Regions from separate parts of the Mus musculus genome. Here regions 1, 2, 3, 4, 5 and 6 are each linked to region 7. The links are chromatin contacts, called in public promoter capture Hi-C maps. All regions are on one chromosome and are shown on one strand. The core of a region is the stretch at or near the end of the contact, and the rest is flanking DNA. Distances in the headings are between cores, read along the strand shown. Region 1 holds the start of Alox8 (arachidonate 8-lipoxygenase). Region 2 holds the start of Slc2a4 (solute carrier family 2 (facilitated glucose transporter), member 4). Region 3 overlaps Cntrob (centrobin, centrosomal BRCA2 interacting protein). Region 4 holds the start of Tnk1 (tyrosine kinase, non-receptor, 1). Region 5 holds the start of Gps2 (G protein pathway suppressor 2). Region 6 holds the start of Tmem95 (transmembrane protein 95). Region 7 holds the start of Efnb3 (ephrin B3).

The links. Promoter capture Hi-C pulls out the DNA fragments that hold promoters and counts their contacts.
Region 1: a contact with region 7 is called in a promoter capture Hi-C map of the HPC-7 cell line. The contact joins the promoter of Alox8 here to the promoter of Efnb3 in region 7. A contact is called at or near these places in 21 of 39 promoter capture datasets (the 3T3-L1 cell line, 3T3-L1-derived adipocytes, the C10 cell line and 15 more), 2 of 115 datasets of contacts at active chromatin or transcription factors (embryonic forebrain and trophoblast stem cells) and 4 of 9 other capture datasets (adipose tissue, liver, macrophages and 1 more).
Region 2: a promoter capture Hi-C map of liver shows a contact between it and region 7, with 2.2 times the contacts expected there. The contact joins the promoter of Slc2a4 here to the promoter of Efnb3 in region 7. A contact is called at or near these places in 5 of 39 promoter capture datasets (cranial neural crest, frontonasal cranial neural crest, liver and 1 more), 1 of 484 Hi-C or Micro-C datasets (muscle stem cells) and 1 of 115 datasets of contacts at active chromatin or transcription factors (pancreatic cancer cells).
Region 3: a contact with region 7 is called in a promoter capture Hi-C map of embryonic stem cells, with 2.2 times the contacts expected there. The contact joins the enhancer-like site here to the promoter of Efnb3 in region 7. A contact is called at or near these places in 24 of 39 promoter capture datasets (the 3T3-L1 cell line, 3T3-L1-derived adipocytes, the C10 cell line and 14 more), 5 of 115 datasets of contacts at active chromatin or transcription factors (acute myeloid leukemia, craniofacial prominence, embryonic limb bud and 2 more) and 4 of 9 other capture datasets (adipose tissue, embryonic stem cells, liver and 1 more).
Region 4: a contact with region 7 is called in a promoter capture Hi-C map of embryonic stem cells. The contact joins the promoter of Tnk1 here to the promoter of Efnb3 in region 7. A contact is called at or near these places in 9 of 39 promoter capture datasets (cranial neural crest, embryonic stem cells, frontonasal cranial neural crest and 5 more) and 1 of 9 other capture datasets (adipose tissue).
Region 5: a contact with region 7 is called in a promoter capture Hi-C map of embryonic stem cells. The contact joins the promoter of Gps2 here to the promoter of Efnb3 in region 7. A contact is called at or near these places in 11 of 39 promoter capture datasets (cranial neural crest, embryonic stem cells, erythroid cells and 6 more), 1 of 484 Hi-C or Micro-C datasets (muscle stem cells) and 3 of 115 datasets of contacts at active chromatin or transcription factors (large pre-B cells, pancreatic cancer cells and stem cell-derived neural progenitor cells).
Region 6: a promoter capture Hi-C map of embryonic stem cells shows a contact between it and region 7, with 2.5 times the contacts expected there. The contact joins the promoter of Tmem95 here to the promoter of Efnb3 in region 7. A contact is called at or near these places in 12 of 39 promoter capture datasets (the 3T3-L1 cell line, cranial neural crest, embryonic stem cells and 6 more), 1 of 15 datasets of contacts at CTCF or cohesin (embryonic stem cells), 1 of 484 Hi-C or Micro-C datasets (embryonic stem cells) and 1 of 115 datasets of contacts at active chromatin or transcription factors (large pre-B cells).

The regions. Positions count from the first base shown.
Region 1 is chr11:69,196,558-69,199,257 of GRCm38.p6, reverse strand. Alox8 (arachidonate 8-lipoxygenase) reads left to right here and starts at 1,415. Exons shown (of 14, transcript NM_009661.4): 1 at 1,415-1,595; 2 at 1,683-1,905; 3 at 2,152-2,233. The coding sequence starts at 1,449.
Region 2 is chr11:69,946,837-69,949,536 of GRCm38.p6, reverse strand. Slc2a4 (solute carrier family 2 (facilitated glucose transporter), member 4) reads left to right here and starts at 1,347. Exons shown (of 11, transcript NM_009204.2): 1 at 1,347-1,588. The coding sequence starts at 1,556.
Region 3 is chr11:69,297,007-69,299,706 of GRCm38.p6, reverse strand. It overlaps Cntrob (centrobin, centrosomal BRCA2 interacting protein), which reads left to right. Exons shown (of 19, transcript NM_172560.3): 19 at 1-211. Among named protein-coding and RNA genes, the nearest start is that of Cntrob, 26 kb to the left of the region's middle. Within about 2 kb of position 1,311, at least 6 of the 459 cell types and tissues checked have an H3K27ac peak or open chromatin away from gene starts, as enhancers often do. A contact at or near this core is called in embryonic stem cells, where this site is marked.
Region 4 is chr11:69,857,349-69,860,048 of GRCm38.p6, reverse strand. Tnk1 (tyrosine kinase, non-receptor, 1) reads left to right here and starts at 1,319. Exons shown (of 14, transcript NM_031880.3): 1 at 1,319-1,342; 2 at 1,540-1,644. Gm32708 (a long non-coding RNA gene) reads right to left here and starts at 1,433. Exons shown (of 5, transcript XR_879975.3): 1 at 1,166-1,433; 2 at 23-133.
Region 5 is chr11:69,912,664-69,915,363 of GRCm38.p6, reverse strand. Gps2 (G protein pathway suppressor 2) reads right to left here and starts at 1,344. Exons shown (of 10, transcript NM_019726.5): 1 at 931-1,344; 2 at 503-612; 3 at 319-431; 4 at 146-225; 5 at 1-56. The coding sequence starts at 1,024. It overlaps Neurl4 (neuralized E3 ubiquitin protein ligase 4), which reads right to left. Exons shown (of 29, transcript NM_001013414.3): 29 at 1,540-2,237. The coding sequence ends at 2,033.
Region 6 is chr11:69,876,613-69,879,312 of GRCm38.p6, reverse strand. It overlaps Tmem95 (transmembrane protein 95), which reads left to right and starts at 1,258. Exons shown (of 7, transcript NM_001195710.2): 1 at 1,258-1,466; 2 at 1,717-1,773; 3 at 1,934-2,014; 4 at 2,112-2,132; 5 at 2,272-2,352; 6 at 2,439-2,526; 7 at 2,599-2,700. The coding sequence starts at 1,295. The coding sequence ends at 2,629. It overlaps Kctd11 (potassium channel tetramerisation domain containing 11), which reads left to right. Exons shown (of 1, transcript NM_153143.4): 1 at 1-1,049.
Region 7 is chr11:69,558,811-69,561,510 of GRCm38.p6, reverse strand. It overlaps Efnb3 (ephrin B3), which reads left to right and starts at 1,274. Exons shown (of 5, transcript NM_007911.5): 1 at 1,274-1,819. The coding sequence starts at 1,698.

The DNA.
Region 1 (2,700 bases), core at 166-2,665, 360 kb after region 7:
GTGTGTGATATATATATAGAGAGAGGGGGTAGGGAAGAGGAGGGGAGGGGGAGGGGGAATGTGGTGGTAGGGGGTGGGGAGAACTGTGTCATTGCTACTTTGTCTATAACCAGGTCAGCCTAGCATATATTCACCATAACTCTTCTCTGGGTCATCCCACATCAGTCCCCAGGGAGTAGGACATCAAACCTAGGAGCCAACACGAAGGTTTCACCCTTTGATAGTAACAAGAAAGCTGATGTAACACACATACTGAATAATCTTGGTTGCTTCTACCTCTTTGCAAAACTTTCAAATTTTTTAGCAACTTGGAGCCTGAATCCACTGCCCTTTTCCAGCGATCTTCTCTTAGCCTAGGGCTCACACACATCCCTGTGCCATGACTTCCAGGTAGGCACCCATAGGGACCACTATACTTGGATGTCTAATGGGCACAGCAAAGAGGATTTCCCAAATCTGTTGTTTCCCTCAAGGGCAAACTCTGTCACTGTCTTCCTTCTGACATCCCTCTCACTCACTCCAGCTCTGCCTTCCCTTCTCCAGTGATCTCAGGGCCTTTGCACAGACAATTCCCCAACAGTAAAACAGCTTACCTAGACATACCACTTGAAAACATATATTTAGTATTATTCTTGATATCTTATTTGAAATTTCACATATGCACACAATGTACTTGACTATATCTACCCCATCCCCCCTACAGCTCTCCCCGACCTTCCCTCAGGTCCCTCCCAACTTCAGATCCTCCTCCTTTTAATAACACACTGAGTCCAATAATTGGTGCCCATAAACACATACCCTGGGCTCACCTCTCACCACCTCTGGGTCTCTGAGGGCCTTTCTCTCGAGCCAAACTTCTCAGGCTCTCACATCAGCAGTGACTGACATCTTCCCCAGCATTGATTATCCTCTAAACTCTAATACATGCTTAGAGCATTTGAATGTCTTTTCCCCCTTGCACTTGACCTTAGTAAACAGTCAGGCAAAGCTAGAGTATTGCCTGGACCCGCACTGGCAGCATCTAATAGTCCTGGCCAGTGATGGCTCTCAAAATCAGTTATTAAAGAAGTGAAAGCAGCCTTGTGGCGTGGGAAGAGTTAAAGGAATGGGGAAGTGGACCCTCACTCACATTTAAAGCTAAGACAGCATGTAAATAAATTTTACACTTGTACCCCACATTCCAGTTGGGTCTGGAACTCACCCTGTGGACTTCAGTCCACTTCCTGTCTCAGCGCCACCCATTGTGACTCCAGGTTTCAGTGTGTCAACCCACCTACTACTTGTCCTAAATTCTAAGGCTCTTCCTGATGGCAAGGAAGCTGAAGGGGAATTCAGTGGGTAGCGAACACATTTCCCCTTAACCTGGTCTGATGGGCGGGGCATCGCTGAGGTTAAATCACCCTGCCAGGTAGTCCAGCTTGCAGTAGAGAGCTAAACTGGTCAGGAGGATGGCGAAATGCAGGGTGAGAGTATCCACGGGGGAAGCCTGTGGGGCTGGCACATGGGACAAAGTGTCTGTCAGCATCGTGGGAACCCACGGAGAGAGCCCCTTAGTACCTCTGGACCATCTGGGCAAGGAGTTCAGCGCCGGTGCTGTGAGTTTTTGGGGAGCAGGCAATGGCGACTGTGGAGGAAGGCAGCCCAGGGGGACCATCCTCAGCATACTAAACAACCCCTCCTAGGAAGAAGACTTCGAGGTGACGCTTCCCCAGGACGTAGGCACTGTGCTGATGCTGCGAGTCCACAAAGCACCCCCGGAAGTGTCCCTCCCGCTTATGTCTTTCCGTTCTGATGCCTGGTTCTGCCGCTGGTTCGAGCTGGAGTGGCTACCTGGGGCTGCACTCCACTTCCCCTGTTATCAGTGGCTGGAAGGGGCGGGGGAGCTGGTGCTGAGAGAGGGAGCAGGTGAGGGGACTGGGGCTGCGGGAGGCACGCAGCAGTGTGTCGCAGGCTAAGCTTGGGGAGTGGAAACCAGGAAAGGGCAGAGGAGGAAGGAGGGGACTGGCAGAAGCAGGAGGTGGTGGCAATCAGCTTGCAGTGGAAGAAGTGTACCCGGGGTGAGGGGACTGGTGGGTTGACAGCAGTAGGAGGGAGAAAGTCTGAAGCCAGAGATCAAGAGAGGATCCTTTCCATCCACGCCCTCACCCGCAGCAAAGGTGTCCTGGCAAGACCATCACCCTACACTGCAGGATCAGCGCCAGAAGGAGCTTGAGTCCAGGCAGAAGATGTACAGGTGAGGAGGGAGATAGTGACCCCTGCAGGAGGACTCACTTATGGGATGGGAAGGAGCCAAATCAAGGACTAATCCCAGACACAGTAGTGTTGGCATTACTGGGCAACTGAGAGAAAAGCAGATTCGCAGGAGCTCTGACTCTGAATGTGATTGAGCAGAGAGACTGGCTTCTTTCCAAGCCTTTCTGGTGACGCTGGCACCCACTGAAGGTTGAAACCCACTGCTCTAACAACCCTGTCCTGTGGCTTATGCCTTCTCCATCTCTCTCTGTGGTTGTTATTGCTTCCGTTTCTCTTTTCTCTCACTGGTGGGGTTGTTGCTTTCTCCCGTAAATACAGGCAGAACTCCCAGCAATTAAGGGTGACCTTCAAAGCCATTCCTAGACAGTACAGAAACTCTCAGACAGGGATGCTTTCCATCTTATCAGCTCAACATAAAGAGTTAGAGCAGAGAGCTACCTACATACT
Region 2 (2,700 bases), core at 98-2,597, 390 kb before region 7:
CTTCCACATGTGTGCTGGGAATCAAACCTGATTCTGGAAGAGCAGTCAATGCTTTTATCTGCTGAGCCATCTTTCTTGCCCCTCCACCCTCCTCTTCAGGGAAGAGGAGAAGCAAGAAAAGCAGTCATGACAGGATAGTCCAGAATAAAGTGGTAGTGGTACGGATGAAGAAAACCAATGTGCAAGAGAAGTCAAAACACCAACATTGAGAAGACACCATGAAAGTGACTGGTTAGCTCCTTGGGAAAAGGAACTTGAAGGAGGTCCATACTTGTACGTGTTCGTCATATAAACGGTACCATTCTGGCGGCAGCTAGACTCAGGTCTGGCGTTCCATAGAGGGCTGGGTTGTAGGTTATTGAGCTCTCAGGGGAAGGGTTAATAGAAGAGAGCCACCCCAGAAGTTAGCTACCCTGGTGCAATCCACTAAGGTTCCTCGCTCTCCCTCTAGGTGGCGCCAGAAGCCTTGCACTTCTCTTGGGCCTTTTTCTGAATTGAGCTCTCTCTCCACATTCTTCGCCAGCTCTCTCCCTGGACGTGCTTAGGTCGTGCCCTCTCAGCTGTAGACCCAAAACAGTAGCTGACTCTGGAAAGCTTGTCGCCCACGCGGCCAGCACATGCCTGGAGGCTCAGGGACTTCAGGGAGGGTGGTGTGACTGGCGTGAGCACCTGTCCCTTGGGTCCCCTCCAAGAACCAGTGTAGAGACTATGTGGAGGGGATGGGCCAGTAGGCAGCGCGCCGCCCAGAGATGCGTGGAAAGAAAGGACGATCAGGCATGGTCTCCAGATACACTAGGAACGGAAGTTATTGGTCCCTTGGATCATCTCCTCGTGGGAAGCGTGTCGCGGACCCTTTAAGGCTCCATCTCCTTTGCCCTCCCCCGCCTGGGACAGGCTGGGACACCCGGGACCTGACATTTGGCGGAGCCTAACGTGGGAACTAAAAATAGCCACTCCGGGTTACTTCGGGGCATACACACATACACACACACACACACACACACACACGCGGGCTCTATGTCATCCTGCTGGAGTTACCCCGTACCCTGGCAAGTACATGTAGCCCATACCCTCCTCTTCGACCTTTCAGGGGGACCAGCTGCACTCAATTCTTTCAGAAATTTCGCAGTCCAAGATTTTGGATGGCGGGAAGAGCCTTTTGTTCCAAGGACCCTACTTTGAAAACTCAGAAGCAGGCGGGAACCTTAGGGGCGTGTCTCCCCAGCCAGCACTAGGGCTAGGGGTGGGGGCGTGGCCTTTTGGGGTGTGCGGGCTCCTGGCCAATGGGTGTTGTGAAGGGCGTGTCCTATGGCGGGGCGGGAGTGGGGAGGTGGCTTCAGCTCTCCGCATCTTTCCCCCTCAAGCGGGTCTCACTAGATCCCGGAGAGCCTTGGTGCTCTCCGGTTCCGTGGGTTGTGGCAGTGAGTCCCACCAGACCCGCCCTTTGCACACGGCTTCCGAACGCCGGGGTCTCGTGCCGGCCAGGCCCGGACCCTATACCCTATTCATTTTTTTCTTATTGCAGCGCCTGAGTCTTTTCTTCTTTTAAAACAAGATGCCGTCGGGTTTCCAGCAGATCGGCTCTGACGTAAGGTTCAGCATACCGGGGCGAATTGGGAAATCTGGTCCAGTTTTTCTTGGGCTGAGTTTGGGGTTGGGGTCAGCTAGGAGGCGGTTCTTGCGCAGGCGCAGGGGTTGGAGATGGGGGGCTGGCTATTTATATTCAGCCTAGACAACCCGTGACTGTCAAATTCCAATCCCGCCAAGAGACAGAGTGGGTCCGAGAGACTCTTTACGCGCCCAGGCTGAGAGACTGGATTCTCGGGAATCCAGAACTTGTCTCCTAGCCTACTGTGCACTGCATGGGGTGACACTCTGCCCACGACTCTATTTGGAATGGTAGATCCAGAGTCTCGCCTTCCCTTCCCGGAGCTGTTCAGATTTACGGTGTTTCTAGGACCCGAGCACTTCGGGGGCCCCACCCCCACTGCTGGCTGTCTTCCAGGAGGCTGAACTTTCTCTCGGCCTTGCGGTGGGTGGAGGGGCAGAGGGGAGTGTCAGCCCCCCCCCCCAGCTCAGGTTTCCTCTTGGAGACAGACTGTGCCGCCAGCAGTAGCCACCACTGCCACCGCCCCTCACACCACTCACTACCATCCCTCCTCTTCCCCTGGGCATGGCTCTCTCTCCCTGCTAAAATCCCCCCTCACATCCCCGAGTACTTGGTCCCAGTTTAGGAGCTGAGGGTTGGCTAGGCCTAGACCTAAAAGGCTACCCCAAAGCAATGACCCAGACGCCCTTTCTGGACTAGCCATTCTTGGGCCTGTTTACGGCCTACTGGAGCAAGCTGAGAGAACTTCCAGAAGGAAGAGACAAGGGCTAGAGGTGATGTTAAAACATTATTTATATTAGTTTATAAAACAGGCACTGTCTGGGATACTGTTATAGTTGATTTTGATTTTTCAAGTGTTTTCACAGACTGACAGGTAGCCGAGGGAGGCAATATCACCTGACAGAAGAGGAAATCCAGGTTCAGTTTAGAGTGGGGAAGTGACTTACCCAAGGTCACACAAGTCTTGAGTCTGTCTCAAGGTCACAGGGGAATTTTGAGGTCCAGATCCTCAAACTTTTGCCTGTGGTGTGGACACAGAGATCGGTTTTTTCCTACATGCCCAGGTTCCTGTGGCGTTCTGTTTACAGTGA
Region 3 (2,700 bases), core at 62-2,561, 260 kb after region 7:
CCTATGGAGCCTTTGAGGCTGGTGTGTGACTAGATGTCTGAGTGGCCCTAGGCTCAGGGATGCTTGCAGTGGTTAGATGCCCCATAGTAGAATTATGAGTGAATCTTTTCTTTTTGTATAATTTATATTTTGTATATTTTCTGAAATAAGTATGTATTACTTTAGTAATAAAAAAAACTCCCAAACTTTTAATAAAAGAGTAAATTATTGTATAAATGTTTAATGTTTAAGAATGTTTAAGAAAAGCTTCTTATGCTGGGGAAAAGTTTTGTCTTTTAAAACTTTTAGATTATTTTTATGTGATTCCCCCCCCCCCCCTTTTTGAGACCAGGTCCCTCTCTGTGTAGCCCAGGCTACCTCTGTACAGCCCTCCTGCTGTATATGTGTTGGGTTACGAGCTTGTGCCAACATGCCTGGCATTCCTGCTTTCTAAGAGCAGATGACTCTTTTGGGTGGCACTGGGGATTCAGGTTGGCAAGTTCTGTCCAGCCAATAGGTGTAGTTGAGCTATAAACTTTACAGCTTTAAAACATGCAAATAAGACGGGGATGATAGTGCATGTGTTTAGTCCCAGCACGAGGGAAGCAGAGGCAGGTGGATCTCTGAGGAGGCCAGCCTGGTCTACAAAGCAAGTTCCAGGATAGCTGAGACTATACAGTAAAACCCTGTGTTAAAGAAAAAAAAGGAAGGAAGGAAGGAAAGAAGGAAGGAAGAGGAAAGTAACAGCTGTGTCTGAGCCTTTTCTCCCGATGTTCATCAAAATGAACACAGCAGTGTTGTGGGCTGTGAACTGAGAGCTGCTTGAGGTGTCTCGTGCCTGTAATCATAACACTCAGGAGGCTTAGGCAGACGGGTGACGCAAGTTTGAAGTCAACCTGGGCTACCCGCCTGGGCTACAGAACGAGACTCATCTCGAAAACCATCAGGACGAAGCTTCTTAGTTTAGGCCCAGTGTTAAGGAGTCGGAAGCCCAGTCTCACTTAACCTGGGAGGATGGAGAGTTTCAGGCAGCCTGAAGGGAAGGAAGCCTTACACCTGCAGACAGCCTCCTGCGCCAGAGCGGCCCAGACAGGGTGATGGGAAGGAGGGGCAGACAGGGTGCTTGAGCAGGCTTCTGAGGAGATGGATGGAATCCGGTGTAGCTGTGCTTCACACAGCGAACAGCAGCACACGGTGGAAGTTTTCTCTCTGCCACCTGGCCTTCCTCTGGGGACAGGGATGGAAGTAGCTGACAAGCCAGTCCTGTGGTTCTGCCCTTCAGCTCGGCTTAGGACTTTCTGCATTGTGTACAAGAGGAAACAAAAGGCAAGTAGCTACAGAGATGGCAGCAGGCTTCGGGGGAGGGGACTGGGAGGGCGGTGTTGTGAGCCCCACCTTTAGGAATATCTGCATCTTTGTTTCACAAAGTGCCATCAGTGACCAAACTGATCTGTGGCGCACCATCAGTATGGATAAAAGTGAGTTTTACACTTTTAAAAAATATTGGTAAAATGAACATTCAACTCATATCTCAACTCCAGATTCCAGCAGCCACCACCAGCCGACATGCCCTACATTTTTCTTGAGACACAGGCTGAAGTAAGTGTCCCTAAAACAGCTCTCAGTGAGAGAAGGGCCCAGTGCTGCTTAGCCACTTTGGGAGGTCATTCTAGCAGGACAGCTTTGATTTCTAGGTCTACTTAGTCACTGAGGAAACTTAGGAGGGATGCAGAAATCACGGCCATCTCCCACCTGACACCTCTGTGGTTATCTTAGGAAAACTCTGAGAAGGGGAACAGACAAAACCAAAAAAAAAAAAGTGAAGGATTTCAAGAAAGCCTACATTCCCAGCTGCCTGGTGCAGATGGCCTGTTGGTTATAGGGTTTTCATCTCCCAAGGAGGTTCAGGGCTGTGTGTTAGAAGGGCTTAGGGGACTTAGGAGGTGGGGCCTGCTAGGGCGGAAGCTAAACTGCCGTGACAAAGCACAGCCTTCCAGACAGTTGATTTCTTCCGTGATGGTCTAGAACAGTAGGGAGTCTAACGTCACTGCTCACCTGGGGCCTGTTGCGCACCATCACCATCACCATATCACCATATCACCATCACCATATCACCATCACCATATCACCATCACCATATCACCATCACCATCACCATCTCACCATCACCGTATCACCATCACCATATCACCATCACCATCGTGCTGCTCGTCCTGAGCTGTAACTCACACAGGTGAGGTGAGATCATTATGACCCCCAGCTGGAACGTGAGGAAAGACTTTAGGGGTCCAGCGTCTTACTCCACATAGCTGAAAATATGATGCACCCACTTTGCTATTATACCATTGGCAAGGTGGTCAGCATTTGGCTCTCAGAAATGTGCCCTAACTGGGCTGCCAGATATGCAGCTGGTACCGTGTGTGACAATATGGGAAGGGTAAAGCAGGTCTGGACGGACAGCTTAGCCGTCTGCCCTGTGGAAGACTAGGCCCTCTCTTAAAGACGTTGAAAACTAACCATTGTGGCAGTGCACGCCTTTACTCCCTGCACTGGGGAGAAAGGGGAAGGCAGATCTCTTAAGAGTTCGAGGCCAGCCTGGTCTACAGAGTGAGTTCCACGACAGGCAGGGCTACATGGTGAGACCCTGTCTCCAAAAAAATAAAATAAAATAAATAAAAAAAATTAAAGGATGTTGAAACTATTCGTTGGGAAGGTGACCCA
Region 4 (2,700 bases), core at 70-2,569, 300 kb before region 7:
GTAGAATTGCAGTGTGATTTACCCAGGAATGCTGGAACATCCACATGTTGCTCGATAAACAGAGGTGAAGGAATGGCGGCTGCCGTGTTCATGCATGCATTCTTCCTTGGACCGAAGCCTTGAAGCTTCCTCTCTGGGACCTCAGAATAAAAGGGAGAAAGAATGACTCTCCTTGAAGCACTCTCCAGGATCCCAGAGATCCACTTTTCTTTTTTTCCAATATTTATTTATTCATTTTATGTATATGAGTACACTGTAGCTGTACAGATGGTTGTGAGCCACCATGTGGTGGCTGGAATTTGAACTCAGGACCTTTGGAGTGCTCTTAACCGCTGAGCCTTCTCACCAGCCCCCAAAATTCATCAAGCATTTTTTCACACTATTTATTTATTTACTTATTTATTTATTTATTTATTTATGAGTGCACACCAGAAGAGGGCATCAGATCTCATTACAGATGGTTGTGAGCCACCATGTGGTTGCTGAAAATTGAACTCTGGACCTCTGGAAGAGTGCTCTTAACCAACTCTCCAACAGGGCTTACAACTTTCAACCCAGTACTAGGGAGGCAAAAACAGGCAGATATCTGCAAGTACAAGCATGGGCTGCAAAATCTCAAAGAAGTGGGTTTGGGACTGGAGAGATGGCTCAGCACTTAGGGATACTTGCTGCTCTTCAGAGAGTACTCAGTTCCCAGCACCTACTCTGGTGGCTCACACCCACTTTTAACTCCAGTTTCAGGGGATCCAGCACTCTCTCCTGGCCTCTGTCCATGCAGGCACACAGACATAGGCTCGGGTTGGGGTTGGGGGGCTGAGTTATAGAAGTGCCTCACTTCTTGACTGTCTAGGACCAAAACTGATGTCGGTAACAGCGCCTGGCTCCATCCTAAAGCATCCTGTGCCTTTTCGATTCCCTTCCAGGGACACAAAATGCCTGTTAGAGCCTTTCTCCTAAAGGCAGTGACTATTTCCTGATTAACCTACAGTTCCATACCTGGGCAGAGAACTACAAGATGCTACTGTTTCGGTGAAGGATTTGGGGAAGAACAGCATATGGGACAGGGCCGGGAGGAAGAGATCTAGGGAGAGTGAGGAAGACTGCCAAGACTGTGAAGAAAGGCAAGGCAAGCGGAAGGAAGGTTAACCACGGCCTAGAGGCTCACCTGTCCTACAAGTGGGAGGAGCTCCGCCACAAAGTGTCACCAGGGAATTAATTGGTCCTCGATTGTTCAGGGCCAGCTTCCAGGATCCGCCCTCCACAGCCTGGGGTCCCGCCCTTTTTAGGATTTAATGCCCGCCACTTGGGCGGCCCCCGTAGCTGCCTCTTCCGCCTTCGCCAGGTGAGAGTCCACACCTAGCAGGGGCGCCCGGGCCTGGGACCAGCGGGCTCCCTTTGGGGTGCGTCGCTGGATCCCTTTTCCCGGATCCTTCCCTTCCCTCTCAGGATTTCTTCTTGGCTGCTTTCTCCCCGCTCCTCCCTTCCTATCTGTGGTGCAACACAGGGCCTTTTTGGATTTGAACTTTCTTCTGCTCTCAGTTCTCAGGCCGCCTGGGGTGACCAACTCCCCACGCTCCCCACCTCCACCTCCCACCTCAGACCTCCGATCTAGGACTTCCTCGTGGTATAACTACAGAGAGACAGGTGTGTAAAAGAGAGTCTTTGGGCAGGCAGCCCGGACCCAGAGGCCTAGAGCCTTATTTAATAATGGCTGGTGGGACTGTTTGGTAGCTGACTTAGGCTGAATGACGCAGGAGAACACCTGGGCACTGTACCTGGAACTGAGCTCAAGTGGGTGTGGAAGGACCACACACCTAGCAGTCTAGGCGGCTTTGCGAACAGTATCTTAAGTTTGGCTCTCGGCTTAGCCTTCGATTAACAGCCCAGCCCTGATATCTGTTTAATTTTCAGTGTTGCTGCCTCGGGTGTTTAAGAAGCCATGACCATGGGCATTACTGGGGTGACGTGGTAGTGTGTCCTCATTATGTGTGTTTGTTTATGTGATCCTTGGAGTTTCAGATGGGTGGTGATATATCTAGGTATCTTTGACTTGTGGAGGCAGAGAAGCGTTGTGTCTCAAGTACACCTGTGTGAGGGCGTGTTGCAGTATGCCTGCTTTTTGTGGCAGAGTATGGGAATATCTTGGACTTGAGGCGACATGTTCTGATTGTCTTAGGCATGTTTTGTAGTATATCTGTAGGTCTCAGTGTGTGTGTGTGTGTGTGTGTGAGAGAGAGAGAGAGAGAGAGGTGGTAGTGGGTGGGAGGCACTGCACCTAGTATACCTATGTTCCTGAGGTATGGTGTGTTAGCATAACAGGGCATCTCTAGTTTGTATATGGTAGGCAAAATGTCTCATATATGAAGAGGGGATATGTTTCAGTTGTATACGAGTCAATGTGTGCTGGGAACTAAATGGGCACAGTATTTGAGGGTCTGGAGTTCAAGGGCAGTAAGCCATAGGGTCAAAGCAATGGTTTTCAACCTTTGGGTCACAACTCTCCTGACAAATCCCTGTCTCCAAAAATATTTTCATTATGATTTTTAAAACTTTTTTGGTTTTTTTGTTTGTTTGTTTGTTTGTTTGTTTGTTTTCGAGACAGAGTTTCTCTGGATAGCCCTGGCTGTCCTGGAACTCACTTTGTAGACCAGGCTGGCCTCGAACTCAGAAATCCACCTGCCTCTGCCTCCCGAGTTAAAG
Region 5 (2,700 bases), core at 95-2,594, 350 kb before region 7:
CTTGGCTCTGTCAGCTGCCATCAGAGTACCTGGGCGATTGTGTCCTCCAGGGCTCCCTAGAAAGGGGGAGAGGTTTCACGATGCTAAAATAGGCAGCGACCTCCTGGAGAACTCCCCTGTTAGGCGGTTTCCTCAGTCCTCTCACCCTGCATGCTGAGGAGGTGGGTTCCTGTATGAACCGTCAGGCTCTGCTGGTATGCAGCTGATGTCAGAGTGGTTAAGTCACTGGAGTGGAAGGAAGACAGGTCAGTTAGCCTCTTGCTATTAGATTGTCACCTGTGCCACTGCACAATTTTACTTTTAGCCATCTCATCACACCTCTGTTCCTTTCGCCTCCGTTTTTCTTCCTCATGCAAAACTTTCTTGAGCTGCAAGAAAAGCTGGTGCTTCTCCTCCTGTAGAGCAGAAAGCTTCTCCTGCAGCTTCAGGATCTGGAAGAGGGACGAGCAGCTAAAGCAGGGAAAAGAAGGCATCGAGAAACAAGTGTGGAGAGGCTACTTACCTGTTCCTTGGTCTCCTCTAGTGACATTCTCTCTTCCATTTCCTTTTTCTTTCTTCTCTCCTGCTCTTCTTTCATCTTCTGTTCCATCATCTTGTCCACCTCTTCCTCCTCTGAAGAATCAGAACGGGGAAGTGGCAAGGCGGTGTGAATAAGCTGAGCGTTAGACTGAAGACCAGCAAAAACCAGTTACTCCATCACAGCCACAGGGAGAACTTGGCTTCATTAGGTGCTCTCCAAGGTCCTTCCCAGCCCAGGGTTCTGGTCTGGAACTTAGACTGGGCCTCTTCACTCACACCCCGAAGGCGCCGCTGCCTCCCTCTTAGCCTCGCCAGCAGGCGCACAGCTGGGCCCGTGGATGGGGGCAAGTTCGTGGGTAGCAGGGCCACCCTGAGCCGAGTGTCTGTCCTCCCGCTCTGGCCCAGGCTCACCCTGCCGTTTGCGCTCCCGCTCCATCATGATGTGCCGGTGCAGAGCCCTGGCCATAGCGTTGGAAAGCTTGGGGCGCTCCAGGAGTGCGGGCATGATGCTGTTGGTGACGCTTGGGCAGTGGGCACCCGACTCTCACTGACTGCCAGACCTCAGGCGGGGCCTGCAGGGAAGTGGGAGCTTAGAGAGACTGCGACGCGCCGAAGCGGAAGCCCGTCCGCCGCCCGCTCGCCACTTCGATCACGTGTCCCGGGCACCAGCGTCCCTCCGGGGTCTCTGCCTCAGCGCCGGGGCGCGTGCGAGGGTCTTAGGCTCCGCGCCCCCGCCCCTCCCTCGTAGCCCTGGCGCCAACCCCCGCAACCCGCCTTGTCGGCGCTTTCTCCGAGGCCTTCGGCGCGCCTTGGCCTCTACGTCATATCCGGCGGCCAGGATAAATCCTTCCGGAGTCACGACGGCAAACGGCACAGCCGATTGGAGGAAAGGGAAGGCGGAAGCGCTTAGAGACGGGTGCCGGGATGTCCAAACTCCATGTGGATTTACAGAGCGGCCTGGGATGATAAAGCCCCTAGAACTCTTCACTCGCGAGGCCGCGGGAGACAGAGGCGGAGGCAGATGCTCTGAAGACAGTATTTATTGGCTCCTTAGAAATCAGAGTCAGTAACAACTGTACAGAGGCCCACAGCGTCCTCGGGCAGCCCTTCCTTTTACCCACTCCCTCCCCATGGCGCCCAGTGGCCACGGAAAAAGCAGCTTCATGTGGGCACAGAGAGACTCCTTTGGGATTCACAGTAACCAGAAACAAAAACGGAAATAAATTAAGTGATATGGGGGAGGGTAATAATAGGGAGTCATGTTCCCCAAGTCAGTGCATGAAGGGGGGACCCCGAGACGAGCTGGGCTCCCTCTCAGCAGAGGGAGTGTGCTGGGCCCTGAATGTAGAGATGTGCTTCACACCTGCTCTAAATCAAAGCCTGCCTACGTGCTCCTCCTTGCCAGGACAGCACTGGACATGCTCTCAGTCACGGGAATGAGGTGGAGGCAGTCGTCATTCAAGAGTCCTGGGCTTGAGGCCCGGCTGTGCTTGGAGTAGTGGTATGTCACCCCTTATTCCACTCGTACCAGCAGGGCATAGAGGAGTGTGGCTCCCTTCTCCTTAGTGACCCACTCAAGTTCCGATGGGCTGAAGTGCTGGTCAGGAAGTTCTCTGAGGGCCGCAGAGGGAGGGCCAGGAGTATAGGAGCCAGGGCGCACACACACCTGAAAGGCCACCTGAGCCTGGTGTGTCCGCTGGGATTTTGGGTCCCGGAATCTGTTAGCCAAGCAGAAACGAGAGAAGAGTAAGGCTCCCAAGGTCCATGACTGCTAATTCTGCCCCCTCCACCCAGGCCTTGCTGTTTTCTGGGAAATACTGTTCACCGTGACTGGCTTAGCACCAACTATTGTGTATGTAGTACTCTCCTCCCCTGGCCTGCTCAGCTAACTCCTCCCCAGCACTCTTCATGTGTTTATTTACCCTGGCACTCTAGTTCACGTCTTCCAAACACTCCAAGTGCACTTCTCATCTACTTCACCCACTTTTGGGAGACAGTATAGGGTCTCTACCAGGCTGGAGTCAACCTCCCTATAAAGGAAGGACAACCTTAAACTTCCGACCCACTGACCCTGCCACTTAGTGTTAGGACTCCAGGAATTTGTTACAATGCGCAAGCACAGTTTAGGTAGTACAAGGGGTCAAACCCATTGCCTGGTGCAGGATATTTTGAAAGACTTGG
Region 6 (2,700 bases), core at 9-2,508, 320 kb before region 7:
GGTCTACGCGGGGGCTTATCCTGGGAAAGCATCGTGGATTCTCTAGCCTGTTTTTGCTTGAGGATGGGTCCTCTGTATTCAGAAGTGTGGCAAAGTAAGATAGCACCTCTTTGCCCAGGCTAAACCTAGCAGAGCTCTGGCGGGTTGAGCACTAGGTGGGAGGACTTTGACTTATCAAATGTAACCTGCTCCCTAGACTGTGGTTTCCTTTACTGGAGCTGACATCTTATCCTACAGTAACCATTAAGAGGCCAGGACTCTCTGGGAGGTTTCTTTACTATGTTCCAAGCCACCTATTGTGGGACACTCCATCCTAGGGTGACATAGGGAGCAAGGAGAACCTCCATCAACACGGGGGCTAGAGCTCCCTTCTGGAATTCCAGAGGATCCTGTATGGAAGTGGGGCTGGACCATGGTGTCCAGAGGCCTCTTTCATGTGTGTGCGCCTGCCAGTCAATAGATCTGATGCTGCCTGGCTCCCTGCTGTCTTGGTTCCCATCAGTGTTGCTGACTCCTGTGCTTGTGTATTGGTCCTTCTGTGATCTTGGCCTGTCCAGGCCTGTTTGGGGTTGCTTAGAAACTCTCCAGGCTCAGGTACTTCTGTGGTATGTGTAAAAGCAGATTCAGATTTAGTTTAATCATAGGGTGTGTGTGTATGTGTGTGTGTGTGTGTGTGTGTGTTTGCATGTGTGTTTATGCCTGCGCTGCCACGTAGGCAGGAGGGCCTTGTTTGAGTTTGAGTCACACTAGGCCCTTCCTATGAGAGGTAAAAGCCTCTGGGCTTAGCTGGGCCTCTGAGACCTCTGGGAGCTCTTGGTTGCTGAGACAACCATGAGCCTGTTGCTAGGAAATAGCTGGGTAAGGAAGGCCTAAGGCTGTCCTGGGCAGCCAGGAGCTAGAGTTGGGAGAGTCGGGGAGGGTGTGGGAAGGATAGCATTTCTGGGTTCCTGGGCGGATGGGATACACACATAAACATGGTCATCATTGGGTGGAGTCATTCATCTATCACTGTGACTTACAAGAAGAAAAATAAATTGCTTTCAGAACCATGACGTGTAAAGGCCACTATCCCCTTGCAACAGAAACCCTGATTTATCCGTCCTAGAGATACGTTTTAGCCTCCAGTTCTTGGGGGCCCAGGGGTGGCTCTACCGGAGCCGAGGGGTAAGACAATGGCATTGTTCTGGATCAGTCTAGAACCTCCGACATGAAGGGTCAGAATCTGGATCTCAGAGAATTCTGACTCTTCCCTGGTCTGAGGGGGTCCAACTCCTTCCATACCCCAGCAGGCTTCATGTGGGTGCTGGCTCTGGGTGGGGCTTTCTTGGCCGTGGCCAAGGCTTGTATCTTCTGTCGTCTCCAAGATCATGCCTTGGCAAACCGCCTGGCTCAGCTCAATAACCAGACGAAGCCGAAGTGGAAATGGAAGGAATGGGCTTCCCCAGATTTCTCGGCCTTTGCCTTAGGTAATATCAGATATGCAAGGTTAGCTCAGCAATAGTCACCACTGGATCCTAAGGGGGCTGGCGCCCGAGCTCCTAGCTGTGCATCTCAGCCATTGCTTCAGTCCATAGCCCTTTCTGGACACACTAGCCTCTCTCTCTCTTTGGAAGAACTCTGTGCCCTAGGAAATAGGAAAACAAAAAAACAAAAGACAACACAAAACCCCCCAAAACTCTAGAGCCTACTCTAGCTCCTTCTTGTCCATCTCCACAGATGAGGTCTCAATGAAGCAAGTCACAGAGAAAACTCACCGAGTCCTGAGAGTCATAGGTGAGGTCTGGAGAAAACGGACACTTTGAGACTTAGGAAGACCCAAGACGAGACGGGATATGGGGGGAGGGGAGGTGAAGAGAGGGACCGATCTGGGAGGGGGCCTGGAAGGCAGCTCCGATGAGGTCTAGGGCAATATAGCTGTGCTGTGCCTCTCCAGAGAAAAAAGGATCCACCTCCTTGATTCCATTATACTGGCAATGGCTTCAGAAGACCAGGATCCCCCAGTACACCAGGGAAGGTATTGATGGGGAGGGTACCAAGGAGACGCCTAGGATTTGTAGCCCCGTGGGGCATGACTGAACAAGTCAGCCACTGCTCCTTGCTTTTCATTGCAGCTCTTTGTGCTCCTGTCTGCCGTGAGTAAAAGAAAAGGCCGTGGAGCCCCCTGGGGAGCGAAGAGAGTAGGGCGACGGCCTGAGGAGCTTGGGCGGCTGGGAGGAAGGGGTTGGAGGCGGTGGCTTCGCTTGCCAGCGCTGCTCCTATTGTCTCCTGCAGGGGGCAGCACCATCCTGTACAACTGCTCCACCTGCGAGGGCAAGGAGGAGTCTTGTTGGCCCCAAAAGCACTGCTACCCAGGTTCTTTAATCCTCACCCTCCTAAGGCCCCCTAGGTTCCCTGGTGTGATCCACAGGATCATCCACGGTCTCCTGGGTTCCTTGCAGACAGTCACGATCTGTGGGACGCTAGGATTCTGCTCCTATGTATCTTCGGAATTGTCCTGCTTTCGGGTGTTGTGAGCCTCCAAGTGGAGTGAGTTGTGGGGATCTTCCCAACCCCCTTCCCTGATTCTCTTCAGGCCTCCCATCCTCTGTCTCCTTTCAGGTACCTGAACCTGCAAGCAAAAGACTTGTGAAGAGGAGGACAGCTTTTCCAGCCCCAGCTCTAAGAAATCTGTGCCCACAATTTCCACATCCCTTAGGGTGG
Region 7 (2,700 bases), core at 25-2,524:
TGAGGTGGCTGCATCAGGGGTCAGAGTGAGCTGGCCTGAGCAGGGGTGGCAGACGATTGAGTGTGACTGTGAGACTAAGCAGACAGTGACAGACAGACAAGTCAGTGCTGATGGCTGCACACCGCCCTGTTTACTATCATGCAGCTGCAGAAGAGAAGGGTGCAAGACACGGTGTCCCACTGCACCCCAGTAGGCAAAGGAAGGACACACAGGAAGGAGCAAACAGAAAAACAGCTGCTTCTTATTGGACTCCCTCTAGACTGCGGCGCACGCTCGGGCAAGGGGCTTGCTCGGTAGTTCTTCGTGCTTCTCCATCTGTCCACTCTCCCTCCTCCCCACACACCTTGTCAAATACCCAGAATGAGAGTCTTTGAAGAGATGCTGTCAACGGGGCCATGGTGGGGACCACAGTCAAAGGGAAAGGAGCAGCCTGTGGAGGATTGGGCTGGAAGGAGAGGAATGTCGCCCCTGCCGGGAGGTGCTGAAAGCCTTGCTTCTTACACCCAAGAAGGCAGCTCCTCCCTTCCCCCAGGATAATTGGAAACAGCCTTTCCTGTGGATTGCTGCTTTGGGGTTATAGGTACCCCCTTTCCTCTCCCAGTCATACTTTTCTCCGTGATCACCCAAGAAGGGCCAAAATTTACTACTCCCTGGTCTCTTCGTCTAATCCACAGAAAACAGTAAAGGGTCCAAGAAACCGTGACAAAATGAACCCCAGGAAAGGGGGAGTTCAGCAGCCTAGATTGTGTCTTCGGGGTTTTCCTAAACTCCCCGTGTGACCTTGGGCAAGTCACGGGGTCCCCTCTCAACCTGGATAGCTCTACCCCCTCCCACTTCACACAGGTAGCCCATCAACTTAGCGTTACTTTGTGAAGTGCCTAGCCTTCAAGGTTATCATTATCCTCTCCAGACCGCCTGGAAAGCCGCGGTGTTGTTTTGGAATGGGAGAGGAGTAGGCTGCGGGGAGCAAAGGGGGAAGGTTTTTTCGGGGTGGAGAGGGCAAGAGCCTTTCTGGATGCTAGCGAGGAAGATTCCAAACGCTCGGGCAATCGGAGGGCAGGAAGGAAAGCAAGTAGAAACTCAGCCAGAGACGGACACTGCCAGAGACAAAGGGGGCGTGAGAGACCGCGCCGGGCAGCGAGGCGGGGTGGCGGACGGGAGGTGTGCGAGGTGAGGGAGGTGTGGGGGGCGTGGGCCGCGGGATGCGACGCCCGCTCCGACTGTGCTCCAGCTCCGGTTTTTCCCTCCACCATGCTCTCCCCCTCCCCGCCTCTCCTTTAACTCCCCCCTCCTGGGCTCGGGACTGGTTTCCTCCCTTAGCCCGCTGCCCTCAATCCCGGCGAGGCTGGGGCTCCAGCTCGGTGTCTCCTTCTTCGCTCCCTTGCCCGGCGCCTCATGTTGCCCCCGCCCGGCCCTCGGCTCCCCATGTCCCCCACGTAGCGGGGCGCACAAATCCCGAGGTGCGGCGCGTGGGCCGGGGGCGCGTAAGGCGCCTGCAGACGGCCCCTGCAAGGGTTCTTGTGGGGCTGAGCGCTCTGGAGCCGGGGAGCAAGCATCGCAGAAAAGAGGGTCCTTGTGGGAGCTGGGGGTGACTAGCCACCCACCAGGGTGACTGGGGTTCCACAGCGTGGTAGCCACCCCTGGGGGTGAGAGACTTTGGGGGAGTTGGTGCCCCGCCCCCAGGCCTTGGTAGGGTCATGGGGGCCCCCCATTTTGGGCCAGGGGGTGTGCAAGTCGGGGCCCTGCTGCTGTTAGGTTTTGCGGGGCTGGTATCTGGACTCAGCCTGGAGCCTGTCTACTGGAACTCGGCGAATAAGAGGTGAGTGGTTGGGACTGAGGAGATTCCAGTCCCATGGATAAGGGATATGGAAGCTTTGAGACTAACCGGGCTAGGATTCTGAGCTGAGAGGGGGCTGGCAGAAGGGTGCTTGCTGTAGCGCTGAGGTGAGGTGACAGGTTACAAGACAGAGCAATGATCTTGAGAGCCAGACTCCTAGTCTCACAGAGCTGGTTGTGGGTGGTGATACCATGTGTCAGGAGTTGGGAGATCTTAAAGGGGCAAAGATAAAGTTCACGGGCAGGGGGAGGGCAATGGAGTGGCTATTTGGCTCTGGAGGAGACCTGTGTCATCTGCGTTGAAGGGAGCCTGGTTAATGTCAGCTCTCGGGAGAGAGGTGCTGAATGGGTGCTGCTGAGGCACTGAGGAGAAGGGCAGGGACACCTAGCTCCCAGGAGGCACTCGGTGTTGCAGATGAGGGGGAAGGGGGTTCAGTTTGGGGCTATAGAACAACCCACCCAAGGTTCCTTGACTCTCAGTCTGTGTTCCCAACTGGTGTTCACAGCCAGAGGACTAGTTGACCCTTTGGTTGAACAGTTTGGCAACTAGAACATGGTCCTGTCTTCCTGGTTTGGTGGACTCTTTCTGGAGGCCCCTCAAAGCCCCCTCCTTCTCTCCTGCCACTGGGAGTCCTGAGGGTGCCACTGGCCTCTCCAGTCATCTTGACCGACCGCAAACTCTCCCATCGGGGACTCCGGTCCCTGACATGCTAGCTTTGCTTGGAAAGAGGCCAAGGGTCAGTCAGTCACACAGGGCAGACAGAACCTCTGGGAGGCCATCTAAGTGATTTGTCTCCATGACATTTCCTATCCCCACCAGCCCAAGAGTTCTGTGTTTCAGAAACTTCCTCCTTCGCTGGGGCG